Regions from separate parts of the Mus musculus genome. Here region 1 is linked to region 2. A link is a contact called in public promoter capture Hi-C data. All regions are on one chromosome and are shown on one strand. The core of a region is the stretch at or near the end of the contact, and the rest is flanking DNA. Distances in the headings are between cores, read along the strand shown.

Region 1 (3,384 bases), core at 384-2,883, 530 kb after region 2:
TTTGGGTTTTTGGTTTTTCCAGACAGGGTTTCTCTGTATAGCCCTGGCTGTCTTGGACCTCACTTTGTAGACCAGGCTGGCCTCAAACTCAAAAATCCACCTGCCTCTGCCTCCCGAGTGCTGGGATTAAAGGCGTGCACCACCATGCCCCCTCCAGCTCCTAACTCACTCTTCAGATCCCCTTCTCTGTTTCCTCCAAGGACCACTTCCTCTGTCTCAGTCGCCCCTGATCTCCTTCACCAGTCCCATCCAGACATCCACCTGCCTTCCAATATTCCACCACCACCATTGCTTACCAGATTCCATACACGCTGAACTCCCGTGTGCTCCCAAATCAGCTCACGCACGCAGCTCCCTCACAGAGACAGTTCTCAAGTTCTTGTCTCAGTCTGCCATGGTTCCAAGCTTATATGATCCTCCCGTGATTCTCCACCCCTTCACTGCCCCGTCATTCCCTTGCCCTCTCACTTCCCCACCACACGCCTCCCTGCCGTGAATATTACCGGTTCCTGGGTAATGCGCTCAGTTTCTGTGTCTCCCGTGAGAGTGGTAAGAGCCGTGGAGGCAGCATCAATTGCTGGTCCTGTTTGTTGTTGGATGCCTACCTAGTCCACAAGGAGGGCCTGGTGCATGATGGGAACTCAGTAAATATCTGTTGGGTGAATGGGCAGTCAAATACAGGTCAGGACACATACAGAGAACCTCCCACAGTATCCCTGCTTGAAGCTACCACCATTCCTGAGAGTGAAAGAACCTAGTGGGGAAACCCCCACTCAATTTCCGTTCGGCGTGCACCCAAGAATCATGAACAGACGACCATCTTGATGTAAAAGCATGAATTTAATGACAGAGTTTAATGACAGAGTTTAATGACAGAGCTCCGGGCCGACACATATCTCCTGCAGGAGACAGAGGTGTCGACCACATGGTGGAGCCATAATGGCAGAGCTCTGGGTCGAAACGTATCTCACGCAGGAGACAGTGGTTTTGACCACGAGTATTGGAAGCTAGGGGTTTTTATAGAAAAGGGGTGGGACTGGGGGAGGAATTGGCGCGGTTTCACATGATTGGTCCATTTAAACATCAACAGACTGTTAGAAGGGCAGGAGATAGGGAGGCACTAGGCCAGTCAGGACATGTAACGATGGGCCTGCCCAGGCATGTCCTGACCTGTTCTTCTATGTTCTCAGGCCCAGGTTTCAAAGCTCACAAACAACTCTTTAGGCTATTTGACATAAATTACATGAATCACATGTCTCAAGTTTTATTTCCTTTCAAGAGAAGTAGGGAATCATGCCATTTGAAATATAGTCCTCATTATTTAAGGAGCCTGCAAGAGTTTTGTGGTATTATTATTATTATTATTGTTATTGTTATTATTATTATTATTATTATTTTGTGTGTGTGTGTGTGTGTGTGTGTGTGTGTGTGTAGGCTACATTGCCTGTATGTATAGTTGTTGAGACATAAGGCTGGCTTTTGACTTCCTGCCCTTCTCCCACTCATCAGATCTCCTCTAGCCCTCTCCTCCCCGGCCCCACCCATCGGCGGCTCAGCGTCAGCGCCAGTATTGGCGGGGAGACCGGGCTGATGAGCTGCGTGCTCCCAGATGACCTCCTCATTCAGATCCTGGCTGAGCGGATACAGGTGTGTACACGCCCACCCACACAAAGCAGCAGGCTTGGAACTCACACACTGAACCCTTGCTGAGAGCTGAGACGCTAGGCCATCGGCCCCCCTCAGTGGCTCAGAGCCCTCGGGACTCAAAGGGTCCCTTGCTTGTCTTTTGTCGCTCTCGCCCATGACCTCTGTCTGTCCTCCAGTTGGAAGCTACTCTTCTTTTTAAAGAACCAGGGAGCAGGTTTTACACCAAAGAAATAAAGCAAAAAGAGCAATGTGATAAAAAGTATAATGTGAGCAGCTGGAAGTCCAAGCTTGCCTGGCACGGTAGTGTGCACCTGAAATCCCGGAGCTCCCGACGCTGGGGCATGGGATTGCGGAACTCAGACCAGGCTGGGTTGCATAATGAGATTTTTGTCTCAAAAATAAAACATGGGTCTCTGTAAATTACAGATTAAAAAAAAAGTTTTCATAATGTAATGTGAAACAGATTAATATGTAAAGCAAATTTACATTTTATATATTTGCAAATAATGTCACATGCATTGACAAAAACCTCCTACAGTGTGAGATCAGTGTTACTCTCTTTGGTTAGTAGGTCTATGGGTTTTACATCTCCTTTTATCTTTCTCAATTCTTCTTAAAAGCATACTGCTTTTAAGGTCAAAACCAATGTGATTTTTTTTTTAATGAACTTGGGGGTCTGGAGCTGCAGTCCAGTGAAAGAGTACCTGCCTGGCTTGCTTAAGGCCTTGGTTTTCTCTCCAGGACCACGTGGACACATGAAAAAACTACGTATGCTCTGGAGTCACGACCAGCAAGGCCTATGGGCTCCCAGAGCTGTGTGTTTCCTTTAGTTTCTCATACCGGGCAGCTATTAAGCACATTTCTTTCATGTGTCTGTGTGTATAGGGTGTGTGTGTGTGTGTGTGTGTGTGTGTGTGTGTGTATGCATGTTTATATCTGTGTGTACATGGGTTAGAGGCCATGGGTTGGAAATTGATATCAGGTCTCATCTTCAGTTGTTCTTCACTTTTAATTTATGAAAATCAGGTCTCTCACAACAGACAGGAGTTAATCTGGCTCATCTTGTTAGCCAGATTATTGCAGACATCCCATCTGGGCCTCCCAAGTGCTGGGATTACAAGCAGCCCCCACATGCCTGATACCTTCTTGGGTGCTGGGGATTCAACTCCATCCTTCATGCCGGGTCCTGGAGTAATACCACATTGCAGGAGAAACCGTTCTTCAGTGGTTGCAACACCAAGATCATTACAGTCCAGTTATGTTGCCAAAGTCATTCCACTCCAAGGCAGTGAGTGGGCTGCTAAGAAAAGTACAGGCCTGGGAGACAACTTAGTGGCAAAGGGTTTGCCTGCATTGTGTCTCCCAGCAGGCACCTCATAAAAATCTGGGCATGGCTTTATATATTTCCAATCCCAGATCTGGGCAGACAGAGACAGAGGATCCCTGAGACTCACTGGCCAGACAGCCTAGCAGAATTATCAGTGAACCCCAAGTCCTAAGGAGACACCTTGGTTTCTTGAGAGGGAGAGACAGAGACAGAGACAGAGACAGAGACAGAGAGACAGAGAAAGAGAGGAGAGAAAGAGAGAGAGAGAGAGAGAGAGAGAGAGAGAGAGAGAGAGAGAGAGAGAGAGAGAGAACAGACAGACAGACAGAGGTACAGAGAAGAGAGATGGACAGCTGTCAAGGAATAATACCCAAGGTTGTCCTCTGGCTTCCACTTGCATGTGCATGCAT
Region 2 (3,583 bases), core at 96-2,595:
GACTGAGGAAGACACCCAATGTCCTAATGTCCACAAGAAAGTGCACAGCAGGACTCTGGCAACACCTGTGTTTTATGAAGCATCTCTGCATGCCGTAGCTTTTATTGGAGGTGATAGTGATACGTGTCTTTGGGCACTAGAGCTCTGTCGTGCCCAGTGTGATGTGAGCCTTGTGCATCTAAATAGTACTCTGCCTTTTCAGGCCCACGGCAGGAAGTAGACGTTGTAGGCCTGCAAAGTGTGGTGATTGGAGCACTGCACATGCGCAGAGACACTGCTACGCAAATATTAGTCTAGCGCCTCTGGTGGATGGTGCCTGTTGAGGGAGCAAGGAGCAGGTGTGGTCCAGGAATCAGAGTGTGTGTTTCAGCATAGGAGAGAGATTCTACCACTAGTGTTGTTAGTTCCATTGTTAACTTTGTGATCAAATACAAGCTGCTCTGAGAATTTCCTATTCTTTAAAGAAAAAATTAAAAACTTCAGACTTCAGATCCTTCAACTCACTGCATTCCTGAACAGTTTTGTACCCTAATGAAAATTAAGCTGCAGAGAATTTGGCTGCCTTGTTTCTTGATGGATTATTAATTTGTTTTAACTTCCCATTTTGTTCTAAATGGAGTCCAGACCTCTGTGGTATGCCAAGTAAAGGGGATCAAGGCACAGGACAAAGTAACAACAACGACTATGACGACGACGACGACGACAATGGCAATGATAAATGCCCACTGTCAAATGAGCGCGTGATTCTATCTGTGCTTTGAAAATTTATTAAATCACGTATTCATTTATCTCTGCATCTATTTATCTATCCTTATACTAACCTATTTGATGGAATTTTTTAATTTGTTTTTCCTTGGAGTGCGGTTGAATTTTTGTGGAGATTCCCATTGTCCATAGCAAATCCCACATGCAGTAGATGAATAGTCAACCAAGCTCTTATCATTGCCCATGTCCAGGAGTGAGACTGGAGTGCACAGAGAAAGCACTACCAGAAGGACCCTCATTTTAATGCATTTCTGTACTGTTAACACAATAGTTTTCATAACAAAATAAGGACAATAAAGTTAATCGCTGTCACCCCAACTGCCCTCCACAGTTTCCTGAAACAGCTCACCAAATGACCAGAAAGAGTTAACACAGAGAATTCCAGATAACGTGATGTGTGGACAAATCCCAGATTGGATGGTGGCCCAGGGTTGGGGTGAGAAACAGCAGAGTGTGGGGGGGGGGAGTGGGGGGAGGTCCAGGGGAGGGGCTTAGTCCTCACTCTCAACCAATAGCATAAGGGCTTCAGGCCCAACGCCCATTGGCTGAAACTATTTCAAGGGTCAGGACCGCACCTGAACTCATCATCAGAGGACTTGGTGGAGGAGCGCTCGTGGGCCTTATAGGTTTGGCTGCTTGGAGACTGCTTTGCCTGGACGAGGAAGGTAATCCCGGAGGTTCTCTGCACTGTGATGGTGATTGCGATGCTCCTGGCTTTCTTTCTGATATTCTGGCTTTTTCTGCCCAGGGCTGGGATGCTTATCTGACATGTCCTTACTTTAACTAGCATCAATATTCATCTGTCTGTCTGTCTGTCTGTCTGTCTGTCTGTCTCTGTCTCTCTCTCTCTGTTCCTTCTTCCCTTCCTCTCTCTTTCCTTAATGGTATTATGATTGAACATAGGTCCTGGCTCTGCTAGCCAAGTGCTCCACTGCCTTAGTTTTACAGTTTTTGAGTTTTTGGTCTTGCCAAGATGCCCAGGCTAAGGTACTGGGAAGACCCTTTCTCGGGGGCGAGATGGTAGCCCACATGCTTTGATGAATACTCTCCTGTCATTTTTTTTTTTCTCTCGGTTTAACTCAGAGCATAGGGTTAGAGTTGCATATAGAAAATCCCACAAGGCTGAGAGCTGACCCAGCAGGAAAAGCCCTTGTCATCCAAGGGCAAGAATTAGAATTCGGATCTCTAGGACCCATGTAAAGTCAGATGTGGCGGTACACATCTGTAATGCCAGAACCCACAGTGAGATGAGGCGGATGGTGAGGACTGCAACCTGAGGTTGTCCTCTGACCTCCACACATTTGTAGTGGAACATGTGTATGCACAAGTACACACCCATGCCAAAGACAAGTGGAAAAAAAACAATCCTACTTGTAGTAGATAAATATTCAATTAAATGCTCCCTGATAATTTTGAAAATGAGTTGCTCCTATATTTTCTATCTCTGCAAGACATTCTTAAACCCCACTCCTATTCATATCCAAAGCTGTCTTACAAGTGAAATCATATAAAAGCATTAGAGAGATGCATGTGTGAGGTCACCCCTGCTTAGGTCTAAACACAGCTCCCCAACTCCCCATCTTAGCCTTACAGGGACGTCTCTTTTTTTCCCTGTAGGCTTTGTGAGCCATGGACTCCTACGTAATCCAGACGAATGTCAATGACAGCCTACCTTCAGTGCTGGATGTTCGCGTCAATATTGGCGGGAGAAGCTCGGTGCAAGGGAGAGCGAAGGGCAGGAAGGCCAGGTGGAATGTGAGGCCCTCTGACATGTCCAATAAAACCTTCAATCCCATCCGAGCCATTGTGGACAACATGAAGGTGAAGCCGAATCCGAACAAAACCGTGATCTCTCTGTCAATTGGTGAGTTCGGGCCACTTGACCTCCCGCTCTCATGTGCTGCCAGGAAGAGAGGGGAGGAGATAAGACCCGAACGTGGGGATGTAAAGTCTTGGCGGTTCTTTAGCTTCTCTCTTCTGTGAACAGGGGACCCTACTGTGTTTGGGAACCTGCCCACAGACCCTGAAGTGACCCAAGCCATGAAGGATGCCCTGGACTCCGGGAAGTACAATGGCTATGCCCCATCTATCGGTAAGCTTGCCCAGAGAAGCTCAGAGTGCATTTTGGTCATTGCTATATAATGCAGTCTGATCTCAAACTAGCAATTCTCCTGCCTTAGTCTTTCAAGAGCTGGGATTATAGGCATGCACTATCATGCCTAACTTTTAATGTTTTTTTTAATTAAATGTGTTTATTCATGTGTGAATTAGTGTGTGTATCACACACACTGAGAGAGAGAGAGAATATTAGAGACTCAGGCAGACAAACAGATGACAGACAGACAGACAGATGGGGGGGCTGAGTAAGAGTGCATGCTGAGTGGCCACGGTATGTGTGTGTGTCAGTTAAAGGACAACTGTGGAGACTGGCTGTCCCTTTCCATCATGTGTATCCTGAGCATTGAACTCAGGTCGCTAGACTTGGCAGCAAGCACCTTTACCCACTGAGCTGCCCCACTTGCTTTCTATCAAGCTTTCTAAATAGGACTCTACCCTATAATAAAACAGCACTAGGAAGTTAATTCCCTTCACACATGACTGAGCTGAATAGAATGAACTGCCCTTAAGCAAGGGTAGAGGGTGGCTGGAAGCAGCGCTGAAGCTCGGGGCACGACTGTCAATCAAGGGATGAAAACCCCCAGCTTCCTCTCCCATGTCTTGTCTCAGGCTACCTATCCAGTCGGGAGGAGGTCGCTTCCTATTACCACTGTCCTGAGGCTCCTCTGGAAGCTAAGGTGAGCCAGGGTACCAGCTCAGA

The links. Promoter capture Hi-C pulls out the DNA fragments that hold promoters and counts their contacts.
Region 1: a contact with region 2 is called in a promoter capture Hi-C map of embryonic stem cells, with 2.2 times the contacts expected there. The contact joins the enhancer-like site here to the promoter of Tat in region 2. A contact is called at or near these places in 7 of 39 promoter capture datasets (the 3T3-L1 cell line, cranial neural crest, embryonic stem cells and 4 more) and 1 of 115 datasets of contacts at active chromatin or transcription factors (embryonic stem cells).

Annotation. Positions count from the first base shown.
Region 1 is chr8:110,521,563-110,524,946 of GRCm38.p6, forward strand. Hydin (HYDIN, axonemal central pair apparatus protein) reads left to right here. Exons shown (of 87, transcript NM_172916.2): 43 at 1,510-1,647. Among named protein-coding and RNA genes, the nearest start is that of Gm21283, 21 kb to the left of the region's middle. Within about 2 kb of position 1,634, at least 8 of the 459 cell types and tissues checked have an H3K27ac peak or open chromatin away from gene starts, as enhancers often do. A contact at or near this core is called in embryonic stem cells, where this site is marked.
Region 2 is chr8:109,989,091-109,992,673 of GRCm38.p6, forward strand. It overlaps Tat (tyrosine aminotransferase), which reads left to right and starts at 1,346. Exons shown (of 12, transcript NM_146214.3): 1 at 1,346-1,430; 2 at 2,383-2,629; 3 at 2,753-2,857; 4 at 3,493-3,560. The coding sequence starts at 2,395.